Regions from separate parts of the Mus musculus genome. Here region 2 is linked to region 1. A link is a contact called in public Micro-C data. All regions are on one chromosome and are shown on one strand. Each heading gives the region's core, a stretch centred on a gene start, on an enhancer-like site or on the middle of the called end of the contact. The rest is flanking DNA. Distances are from core to core; before and after follow the strand shown.

The links. A called contact is a pair of places that touch in the nucleus more often than the background predicts.
Region 2: a contact with region 1 is called in a Micro-C map of embryonic stem cells, with 1.9 times the contacts expected there. The contact joins the promoter of Cul1 here to the enhancer-like site in region 1. A contact is called at or near these places in 5 of 39 promoter capture datasets (the 3T3-L1 cell line, hippocampal neurons, neural stem cells and 2 more), 2 of 484 Hi-C or Micro-C datasets (embryonic stem cells and palatal mesenchyme), 9 of 115 datasets of contacts at active chromatin or transcription factors (acute myeloid leukemia, bone marrow-derived macrophages, embryonic midbrain and 6 more) and 1 of 9 other capture datasets (liver).

What each region holds. Positions count from the first base shown.
Region 1 is chr6:47,291,437-47,297,471 of GRCm38.p6, forward strand. Cntnap2 (contactin associated protein-like 2) reads left to right here. Exons shown (of 24, transcript NM_001004357.2): 23 at 5,283-5,363. Among named protein-coding and RNA genes, the nearest start is that of Gm35280, 37 kb to the left of the region's middle. Within about 2 kb of position 3,220, at least 10 of the 459 cell types and tissues checked have an H3K27ac peak or open chromatin away from gene starts, as enhancers often do. A contact at or near this core is called in embryonic stem cells and intestinal villus epithelium, where this site is marked.
Region 2 is chr6:47,451,725-47,457,759 of GRCm38.p6, forward strand. Cul1 (cullin 1) reads left to right here and starts at 2,595. Exons shown (of 22, transcript NM_012042.4): 1 at 2,595-2,759.

The DNA of each region.
Region 1 (6,035 bases), core at 1,970-4,469:
AAACTACCTTGCAATTTTTGTCATATAAATTAATCTTAAATCAACTCTAAGAGGGAAAGAACTAAATCATATGCTGGCACAGTATGAAGTCCTACATGCTGTTCCCACATTTCTAGGGTGATATTTAATGTGTTTTGAAATTTCATATTGTTTGAGAAAGTCAGAAGTTTTATGTTTGTCGGAAGACAAGGAACATGATCTGCACAGTCTCTGGATGTCTAGAAGGAAGGCCCACATGAGAGTCCTAGAGGTACAGAAAATTCAGTAGGTCCAACATAATTTTTATTTCTATCACCTAAAAGGGCCTTTCCTGTCATAGGTCTAACCTATACTCAACTACCTAAAAAATGGGGCCTTTAAGCAACTCACCTTCCTGGCTTTTCCTAGCTTTCAAAGGGCTCAAATGTGGGAAGATTATTTCTTTTGAAATTGACTTGGGTTCTAATTCCAGTCAGGCTAGAGATGAACCAAATAACATATGGAGAAGAGTAATTACACCATCAAAAGACCTGAAGGTGTAAAAGATGGACAATGATGGTCTAAACTTCATCCTTGAAAAGTGGCAGTGTCAAGGAATGAACCAAATCTTACTGAGCTTTGTGGTCATATGAGTTGCATGACACACAGTATAAAAGCTACAAAGCAACCTCAGTCAAGTCACCAGAAATAGAGATCATAATTCAAACCACATTCACACTTTTAATTAGCATCTTCACTCTATAAACAAAGGCTTCAATGGTGCATGTAATTAGACCACTAGGGACAGGAAAATCTCATTAATACAGTCTTGCCTATTTTATTGTTCACTGTGTATCCTCAGAATGGAATTTGACATGGTGAAGATATTCTATAAAGATTTAGTATGTGAATGAATGTGCCATATCTACAGAGTAATAATTCTCTGAGAAAGAAGACCCAGATTTAAAGAAAAAAAAATCTGATTATTTTCCTACTGTATTTTATGTAGGCTGGTTTTATTCACATAACATAATTTTGTGACCAGATTAATATCAAGCAATATTAGTTATTTTTGTTGCTGTGATAAAACGCCATGGCAGTTACAGAAGAAGAATGCCACTTTTTGCAAAGCTTAGTTCTGGAAACTTGACTGGGATTGTGAGGGAGTAAAGGGAAAACAAACATAGGAAGGAAGGCGGGGTCAGGTGGGCCCTGCATCTGCCACTCTGATGGAGTGACACCAATTACACTGCGGCTGGAAACAAGCACAGCACATGAGGAGGAATTAGATAATCAAGGAAGAAGGTGTCTGTAGGCTAGCAGTCTCAGGCTGTAAACATTCAGGGGAAGAAACATGTGGTTGCTAGTTTTTGTATATATATTTTAGCATCTTTACCTGGACCAGAGAAAGGCTTTTCCATCCTCTGAGCTTGACCCAGGAGGAAGGCTTTGTCAATTTCCTGTAGATTTGAGGCATAACATGGGCATGACCTTTCAACAATACCTACTCAGTCAGAGCTTCATTTATTCTTTATATATTCACTGGAGGTTTCCTCAGCTCCCCACAAGAGAAAGGATGATTTTATGTTTCAGTTGCACAGGGAGAGTCCAAAATAGCAGGCTGAGAAATCACATCTTCAACTGCATGAAGGGAGTAGAGAGAGTGAACTGGAAGTGGAATGAGTCTATTAACTCTCAAAGTCCACACCCAGTGATGTACTTCCTCCAGCAAGTCTTCATGTCCTAAAAGTTATATAACCTCTCCAAATAGTGCCACTAACTGGGGGGTGTGGGGGGGTGGGAGGGGATGGGGGTGTCAAGTGATCAAATACCTGAGCCTATGGGGCACATTTCTCATTCAAATCACCACAGAGTGATAAGCCTATACATGGTTGATCTTTGCCTTCTTGGTTTGAAATCTTAAATCAATGCTATCTATCCCGGAAAAATATTAAACTGAGATGGAACTGGAGGGAAACCATTAGGAGAAGAAGCAAACTGAATTGTTTTCAAAGATATCTAGATTTAGGATTAAGCCAGTTAATATAAACAAATTCTATCAAAGGCACTTTTTGCATGCACAATTAAAGACTTGGAAGAGTTTGAAGAATCCTGAGGATTTGGAAATAAATTTTCTTTCACTCATATGTTTGTCAGAGATTATGGCTAGCAGAGTCAGCAGGCTTGAATGATGCTGATGATCAAAAAGATTAGCAATGTACAAATCCAAGAGAGAAAATTTTCTCTGATCCTAGGTAAACCTGTCATGTCTGGGACCAGTGATACACCTCGGGGAGTAAAGCCACTTGTTGTCAAGGCTGACCACCTGAGTTTAATCATTGGTAGAAAGAAGGAACCAACTCATGCAGGTTGTCCTCTAACTCCACCAGTACATCTTTGAATGCTTGTATCCACATATACACACATACACAAAACAAATTTTAAAAATTTTTAAATGAATCTAAGAGAGAAAACTAAATCACACCTGCTAGTTGAAAATATGAAATCCCACATTTCATTCACATATTTCTAAGGAGATGGGAAGAGAAAGGTCTCTGACTCTTTTTGTCATTGTCCTAAAGATTCTTAGCTTTCTATACCCAGGGATAAATTAGCCTTATGAACTGAGTCCCCAGCAAGGTTCTACTGAAAGACCCACAACGTGAGGACCCCCCCACGTTCTGACTCAGGAGAGGCGACACCCCAAAATCACCAACGAGAAAATGGTCTTGTTGCAAATTGCAAGAGGATTTTTATTCAAGAGCGCTCTTGGGCCCACGGTCATACACCACGCAGGGGTAGAGGACTGTGGCGCCCCGAGTAGCTGAGTAAGGGGGTATTTAAAGGAGAAAAACCACAACTCAAGGAGGTGGGAAGGGCGTTGTTGGAAAATACCAAAAATACCAGATAAGAGTCACAAGGAAGTACAAAGTCACAGGTGTCACAAGGAATACCTGGTAATTGTTAACTCTCAAGACAGCTTCTAAGAGCCCCTAACAATAGCACATTTGCATTGCAGCTTCCGGTAATGGTCAGGGTGACTTTCTTTGAATGAATACTCCTTGAACTCAGGAAGTGAGTGGGTGGAGGAATGTCACTATCTGTTTTATGATTAGCATACCTTGGAGCACTGAGTTTACTACTCTTTCACTACCTGAATGGTAACACTGGTCTCTCTGTTTATCATACCAGTACAGACCTTGGAAATGTTTCTCACAGTGACTTGGCACCATCCAGCAGGCATTGATCTGATTCTCTGCTCCATCTACTGGAGGAAAAGTTAGCTCCATAGGGAGATAAGTCTGCTTGAACTGCTCAAGTGGAAGCCCAACCCTTGCAAATCTATCCGTGGGCTGGAAGGGTCTGGGAATGTAGATCAATGGCAGAACCTTGCTTGGCAGGTACAAGGCCATTGGTTTTATACCCAGTCCTGCTAAAAAGAAACGAAATTTGCTTGTATGAATTACTTATTATAGATGCTCCACTGACCTGAGAAAGGTTTTTCAGAATCTATTTGTCTTTGGAGTGCTACATGGAATTCATCTTTGAGAAACATATAAATTTTGTTCTATTTTTTAAGCAGGAAAGAAATAGAAAATTAAGCCATTAACATTCCTCTCAGTGTTTCTGAACTTTAAGCCTGTTACACATTCCTGAAGGGTCTACTGCTTTATCAAAGCCATGCTAAATATTAAAGAAGCAATTACTTTTGAACAAATAATGGGTGCTGTAAAAATCTCATCAGCATATAAACCCAAACTGTTCATAATGTATGGAATATAAGTGGGTGGAAGACATATCTCAGCAGAACATGAGAAAACAAGCCCTCTGTTTCTGTGTCTGTAGGTCCTACGGGTTGAATTAAAAGAACTGCAAATAAACAAAAAAATTTAAAAAAAAACAAAAAACAAACAAACAAACAAAAATAGTCCCTTCTAAAATGTTCTATACTGGTCCAAGTGGTGTATGCCTTTAATCCCAGAATTCAGAAGGCAGAGTCAAGCAGATCTCTGTGACTTTGAGGCCAGACTGGTCTACAAATTGAGTCCAGGACAGCAAGGGGTATTACACACAAAAACCCTGAAACAAAAACAAAAACAAAAACAAAAACATCATCAACAATAAATGTACAGTAAAGTGGCTTGGAAAATGTCATTAAAGTCCATAGAGTATTATCAGCAATTTAGAGACTGTTTAAATCATACAGGAGGATTATGAAGGTCATATGCTCCCAAATTACATCCAGGGTTTGAGTGTCTCTGGACTCACTGTCTTGAAAGCAACCACTGGAGGACACCCTAAGATAACTATTCTAATCATACACTTATCAGCAGATCAGGGACCAGCTGCCTCAGAACATTCTAAGATTCTCTAACATTGCCCATAAATGAGCCATATAACATTGGAACTTGTACAAAAAGAAACAGCAAAAATGGGGGTGGGGATTTCTTGAATGTTTGTGGGAGACTGTTAGAGTTCGTCAAAAGACCCTGACTCACAAAGACCATAGAGACTGCCATCGCTGAAAACTGCATGAGGATTTTTAATTGATCCAACATGTTGGGGACTCCCCTCTCAGCACGCAGGCCAGAGGAGAGACCCAGAACAAAGAAAGAAGAAATTTTTTATACTTTTGTAAGGGGCAGATTTGAGCAACAGGGTAACTGGCTTATTCTAATTGGTGTAGCAAGTAACCTTTTCAGGCATTGGTCTGTTTGCATAGTGACTACCTCTGGCCTAGTGACTCACTTTGCTTGCCCCCATGGTGGGTTACTATGATATGGTCAGCAAAGCAATAGTACATTTTGAACTTATGGGTCAGTTATTAACATCACAGCTATTAATGTCACAGGGAATTCCAGCAAGGTCAGGATAATTTGTGTTTTGTTTTTGTTTTTGTTTTTGTTTTTGTTTTTGTCAGAATTCAGTGTAGGGTGAGGTAGGGGGATTTTTCTGAGAACTGTTATTTTTGGTATGGTTATTTCTCTGAGACAGCTAATATTATTTTGACAACTGTAGACTTAGTCATTTTGACCACTAAAACTATGTTTTTTACATTTGTTTAGTCAGCCAGCTTCCTTATCTGGCTCTGAACTTGGCCTGCTAGTACAGTTTGGAAAGTCCTTTTCTAAGGGGGAAGGTACTGGGTGGTCTTGAATTCATTTTGGATACTACAAGACAATAGCAAGGTTTGGGGCCATCTGACGTGGTAGAAATTTCATTTGTAGAAATGAACAGTGTCAAAGAGTTGTATGAAGAAATAAGTATGAAATTCTTTGGTGCATTTGACTCTTCTACTTCCCTCTCTCTGTCTTTCTCCACAGCCAGTGCTGATTTCCCATATAACCCAGGACAAGGCCAAGCTATAAGAAATGGAGTCAACAGAAACTCAGCTATCATTGGAGGTATGTAGGACGTAGAACAGACTTTCTAGCAGCTACTCACCTGGAAAAAAGCAATTTAAAACAAATGGGGCTGGAGAGATGGCTTAGCAGTTAAGAGCAGATACTGTTCTTCCAGATGGACACAAGTTCAGTACACACATCAGACTGCCCACAACTGCCTGTAACTCCAGCTCCAGGGAATCCTTCATAGGCACCCACATGCATATGCCCATACTCATGCACAGACAAACACATACGCATAAATAAAATATATTTAAATAGGTAGCTAAATGACATTATCCCAAGTTCAATTATAGCCTCATCAAGGTCCCTATCCTTATTAATTTTGGCTTTTTTTTAAGATAAACTCATCATATGAACCTATGCACGACACAGGTCAGTGACTATTAAGTTCATACACTCATACAGAACACATCATCCTAAAAAGACTTCTCAGCTGCTTTTATAACCACTTTCTTTTAAACCCCATCTAATCCTTTTGCTCCTCCAAGGTTTCAATAACTGGTATAAAAATTGTCTTCCTTTTCATTGCATAATATTTTGTTTTTTTTTTTAGATCTGTCCACACTGTTTTGTCTATCAATAGCATTTCTTTCTCTTGACAAGTTGCATTTTATTGAATGAATATGATGTCCTTTGTTCTATCTACTTACCTATTGCTAGATTGTCTCC
Region 2 (6,035 bases), core at 1,345-3,844, 160 kb after region 1:
GCAATTATGTCTCTGGGTAATTCACAAACCTGTGAAACCCATTTACTTTCCACAGACTAGTTTCTTACCCAAGTCTTAGAAATAATAGTTCCTATGGTTGTTCAAGTGACTCAGTACTCTTCAATCTGAGTAGTAAACATGCTGTGAGCAGGCTTCAATGTTCTTCCAGCAAAATACTGGAAAAAAAAAAAAACTGGCAAACTTAAGAAAAAATCCTGCACCCCAACCCATACCTGAAGGCACACATGGGAAGCTAGCAATGAGGTATTTTAAAAATAGCTATTTTAAAAATAGCTAATCTAAAACTTGCGTTTTTTCCAGTTCATTATTGTTTCTAATTTACAAAGAGATTTTAATCCCATTGACTTTGTCCTGATAAAGACCTTTGGGACAGTTTTGAGCTTTGATTCTGGTGTCACTCTCTTTCCAAACTGGCTCATCCAAAGAGATATCCATTTTGCTGAGACAGAGAAGATGAAGAGTGTTTTGAGCATGAAAGTTACTATTATATCTTTTTATCCTGTTAGGTAGGGTTATCTGCTCAGAACAGATGCCACCTGGTTGCAAAGTGGACACAGGTGAATGAACAAATCAATGAAAATGATAGTATTGACAGTAAATAAGATACTTTAAAACAAGGAATGGAGGCAGGGCGAATCAGGGAGTGGATTCAGATAGATTAAATACTTGTATTAAGGCAAAATGGGTTGGAGAAAACCCTCAAGTTGACATACAAACTCATATCCAGAGGTGAAAAATCACAGGAAAGGAGACCATATAGACTGGTGAGACTGAAGACAACAGATTAGGAAATATAGAGAGGAAGTAAACTGTTTTCTATGAATACATGGGAATCCAGTTTAAAATGAAAGCCAAAATATACAAGGAACAAGCCTTACATTTATCTCCACCCTTACCATATGTCTACAGAAAAGTTACTAAAAACATGTTTCTTTTGAATGAGTTATTGAGGTGTTTGACATAAAACAAATTAAAAACCTTTTCCCCAGACAAACGTAAAGATAATATAATTTGGTATACACATGCAGAAACAACACTTCTAAAAAATACTTAATAGATGTTGACAAAAAGCTACAGTTCGATAGAAGACACTAAACCAGCAGTTCTTAACTTCCTAATGCTGTGACTCTTTAATACAGTTCACCAGGTGACCCCCAATCAGAAAATGGTTTTTGTTGCTATTTCATAACTGTAATTTTGCTGCTATGAATCGTAATGTAAATGTGTTTGGAGATAGAAGTTTGTCCAACGGGTGTCCATCCACAGAATGAGAACTGCTGGACTACACACCAGTGGGACTTTCTTTTGAGAGGAAGCACGGGTTACTCAAGTTGTGGATTTGAGACCTGTCAGGTCTGCTGAGGATTTCTGCCCCGAAATGGTGCATTAGAAAGAATCTCTGTGGTGTTCTAGTTTGGTGAAAAGTTACAGAAGTTACATCAAATACATCTTTGGCCCAGATGATGAGCTAACTGAAAATCTTCCCTTGCTAGTTCACAGAATTAAATGGCAGATCTAAGCTAGGATATTAAAACAGCTGCCTCTAACAAGGTATGGGGTAAATCCATTCTTTCTCCAGCCTCTCACCTGTGGCTAGGGGTGTTGCCAAATTTACAATTGAATATTACAAAGCACAAGATGACAGCAGCTGATTTCCAATGGGTGAGATTATTCTAGATGTAAGAATACTACTTCATGCCATCCCAGGTTGGAATCGCAACTCCCAACTCTCCCTAACTAAACCATATACAGTGAAAGTGAAAAAAGGCTCTCAAGAAGGAAGGGAGGCCACTGCTGAAAAGTATTAAAGAGGGAGACACACATCCACGTGGGTATGTGGGCAAGCTGGAGGTTTCCGCAGGAGGATCTCCAAGGCCTGCAGGTAGAAAGGGGGGTCGGTGAAGCAGTAGCACTTTTCTCTTGAGTCCGCCTGCCCATTTGACTTTCTCATCTCACGGTTGGGGATACTGCCTCTGGTTCAACTCCAGGACAGGAGACACCAGCCAGGATCAGTGCAGTTGGGACCCATGTCAGCTCCCGGGAGGTGCATGGAGGGGAGGGGCAGGGGAGCTCAAAGCCCCTCTCCCACAGCCGCTTCCGGAAGTGTCTTCAGAGGTCAGAGCCCCCAGCCTCGGCTCGGTCTCCACGAGAAGTCCGAAGTGGCGGGAAGCCGGCACTCGAGAGGCCGCCCCGACGCGAGGGCGGCGGGAAAACCTGGCGGAGGATTCCGCTCGTCCGGCAGGACCCGGCTCGGCGTTTGGGAAGCAGAGGCCATGGCTCGCAGGTAGAAATGCCCGCGCGAAGCGGGTCCTGGCCACGAAGCGGGTGACCAGGGCCTCTGGGGGGGCCGTTTCCGTGCCCCTCCCGCGCCGCCGCAGGCCCGGCGATGGCGGCGACGGTTTCTTGGCTCCCCCGCCCCGGACGCCGATGGCGGTGCGTTCCGGCCCTCCCTCCCCCACGGCTTCGCCCCGCGGTCGCCAGAGCCGGTGAAGCCGGGAGGGCGGGGAGCGGCGGAGGGACGGCGAGAGGGCGGAGGTTGCGTGGTGCAGGCGGCGGCGGCGGCGGCGGGAGGAGGAGGGCCGGCAGGCGGGCAGGGGAGGAGGAGGAGGAGCGGGCGCCGTGTCGCACGCAGCTCCAGGCGGGGCAGCCCGGGCGCTGAGGGACGCGGCCAGACCTCGGCGGGCCCCGCGAGCACTACACGCCGTCGCCCGAGCGTCGGGGGGCGCCCGGAGATGCGGGTGAGTAGCGGCTCGGGCCGCGGTGGCGGGAGGCAGCGCAGGCCACGGCGGAGCCGCGGCGTCGCAGTGACTCGGGCCGCGGCGTCCGAGCCCGGGCTGCCGGCGAGGCCTGAGGCGCCGCGCCGCGGCTAGGCGGAATGGCGGCCGGGCCGGAGAAGTCGTGGGCGTAGGACGCCGAGGGCGGAGCGGAGCGGCCAGGCCCGGCCTGAGTCACCCGGCCGGCCAGGCTCGGCCTGGGCCGGGACTCGCAGGGCCAGGCCCTGGCTACGCACTGGGAAAAAGCCGGACTCACCGCGGCCTGTGGCGCCGACCTCGGCGCCTCACGCGCCACCCCTCCCTTCCCCTCGGCCCTGGGGGTTCCGCTTGGCCGGGGTGGCTCAGGGCCGGGGGACTCGTGCTCTCGGGGATCCGGGGGCACTCATTGTTGCGACGGTGCGGGGCATGATTATTGGGTAACAGTGGTGCCGGGCTCCGTTCTCTCTGGGAGCGTGGCCGAGCAAGGCGCGCCGGGATGCGGTGTGCTTTTCCAAAGGAACGGAGCCCCCGGGCGTCCGCCAGCTCTCCTCAGTCGAACTGGGCCCTCCCTGTGCGGCGGCCTCGGCGCGTCCCCGGTCCCGGCGGGAGCGCGCGCTCTGACCCCAAAGGTAACCCGGCACCGGGCCAGGAGGACTGAGTCGGGGGCTGTAGACTCTGCGGGCCTCTATTCTTAAATCCCGCGTGGCCCTGAGAACCCCCTCTTTCTGTCACCTGTGCACTGTGTTGTTACTCAGGAGATAACTAAGAAAGCAAGGAACACTTGCACTCTCATTCCTTGAGCCTAAGCCCCAAAGTTAAGGGAGCTAGGTATGCCAAAAAAGGAGGATTCCCCTTTTCTGAGAGGTCACTGTTGATACTTGTGGTTAGTTCACAGTCGTTGGGGGTTTGTGGGACGGGCACGCATGCCGAAATGCAGTCAAGTTGTTCAAGTGCTTTTAGTTGCCCTGTGTGTACTTGCTCTTTGCTGGAGTAGCATTAAAACAGCCAAAAGCTAAGAATGGAATAAATGATTACTGTTTTAGAAAGGCACTGGGGTGACAAAAGAGGAACTAAGCTCCTTTTACTTCAATTTTTAGGACCTAAACCTAACACTCTGAAGAAGCCAGTGTAGTTGAGGAAAATAAGGATATGAGGTCTTTCTTTGTTTGAGAAGGCTTTAAGATTTCTCTTTTTACTTAAAACTTGTATTTGTTGCTTCCCATAGTAAGTTGAAACAGTTATAGCTCATTTTAAATTCTGAGTATGCAACACAACACTGGCTTGTTTTATCTTCTATTCTGCCCATTTTTGGAGGTTTTGGGGAGCATTTACTAAGCCTTAAGCCTGGGAGAAAAGACCAAAGTGCTTTCTAAAAATGCTAACCTTTCTCTTTCCTCCCTGTTGGCATCATCTTTAAAAAACTGTTTTGCCCAAAAGACAACCAATTTTAGATAGGCTAGGGTGTTTGTAAGATACATCTTTCCTGAGTCTTATGGTCAGGCCCTGGAAGGTGTGGCCCAAATTCCTAGTATGTCACATACATCTGAAGTCTGAGCTAATTTGGCCAGGTGTCTTTAGATATTACATAGACTCTGTTGTTCAGGGAACTCCACCTTCTTGCGCTAATTAATTTTGTCAGTGCAGGCTTATTTCCCATACATGTGACTATGAAATCATTGAAGACACAGACTAAGTCCTTTACTTTGTAACCCTCAGATAACAGAACATGATCTTGCTGGTACCATGAATGATTTTTTTTTTCTTTTTTGGACTAATCCTAGGGTTTTACTACTCCCCTTCATTTTGGCTGCAGAAAACATAGTCACTGTTGCTGCTGAGCTTGTTAAAAGTGCAAGTTTACTATTATGTTGCATGCTTCCCTAGAGTGAAAACTGTTATTTTTCTTGTGTCCCCCTTCCACCTGCATAACTACATACTGTATCCTAGGGAAAAAATGGTTGAGGGTTTCTTTAGTTGTGGAAATCTAAACAGTTTGTAAAATTAAAATTAATCATTCTAATTTAAGGAGTCAGTATTTTTTTAAAAAACAAGTTTGTTTACCCCTTTGCCTTTGAAGTAAAGCCGGTTAGTATTTAAGGCTGTTACCTGCTGGGAAGATAGTCCAGCCCAGTTGTACCAAAAGTTTCTGTGGGAGGATAAGGGACCTTCATTTCAGCAAGGAAAATTATGTTTAAATGAACAAACCTTAAGTCAAACAATAGTTACTTGGCATTCTTAAGATTTAATTTGTTAGGGCCCCTCAAAGTTATAACTGTCTTGAAGTTTGAGCACTTCATAAGTCCCAAAGCCTAGTCTTTTTTACCTTTCCCATGAAGTCATGGGATAAATTGATTTTTGAGAATCAGTGGTTTCATTTTGAACTCATCTTTTAGGTATGCTTGGAGGAAAAAGCTGTTAACCATCTATTTTAAAGGACAGTTCTAAATTCATCTTTTAAAAAAGCATGTATGTGCATGCACCACAGTGCACGTGTGAAAGCCAGAAGACAAACTTCATAGTCTCTTCTCTATCTTGTGGGTCTCAGGGATTCCGTAAACTTGGCAGCAGTTCCTGAGTCTTGGCAGCAAGCACCTAAGGTAGTTTTTAAGTGATACCATCTAACTTCTAAGTTCTTAAAATGAGTGGATTCCATGGGAACATAACCAATGAGACATTGGAGAACTACCTTATAGAGCATAGTATATCATTTCATGTTTGATCACCAGGGTTATGTAAAGTCTTGATAGTATTTTTTTTTTCCCTTGGGAAACCTGGACAGAAGGAAGATTCTGCTCTCTGGCTTCCACTCACGCTTCAGCTTGATTGTACTTCTGATCTGTTCTGGGTCTTTTTCTTATCACTTTAGCTCAGGCATCTTCATTTTAGGAAAGCTGGTCTTGCCATCCTGTCTAGGACCTTTCCCTAGGTCCTCATGTTGTCTATGTTGTTTATGTCATGTTGTCTATGGATCTATCCCAGTGCTTAACATTCTGATGACACTTGGTGGTTTCTTCTATTAGACTGACTTTACCTAGGGGCAGGTGGAACAAATCTGACTCTAATACCTAGCACAATGCTCATGTCAAAATCTATGTACATCCTCCCACTTCAGATCTTTACAAAGCCACGTGAAGTGTAAGTACTGACATTTAGCTCTCCTTGTAGAAAATAGAAGGGTCCTGGACTTTGGGTAGTTTTCATCAAGACTATGAAGGTGTAAAGCCTCAGGTAGGAGGTTAGAGCAAGATGGTCATCCCAGAG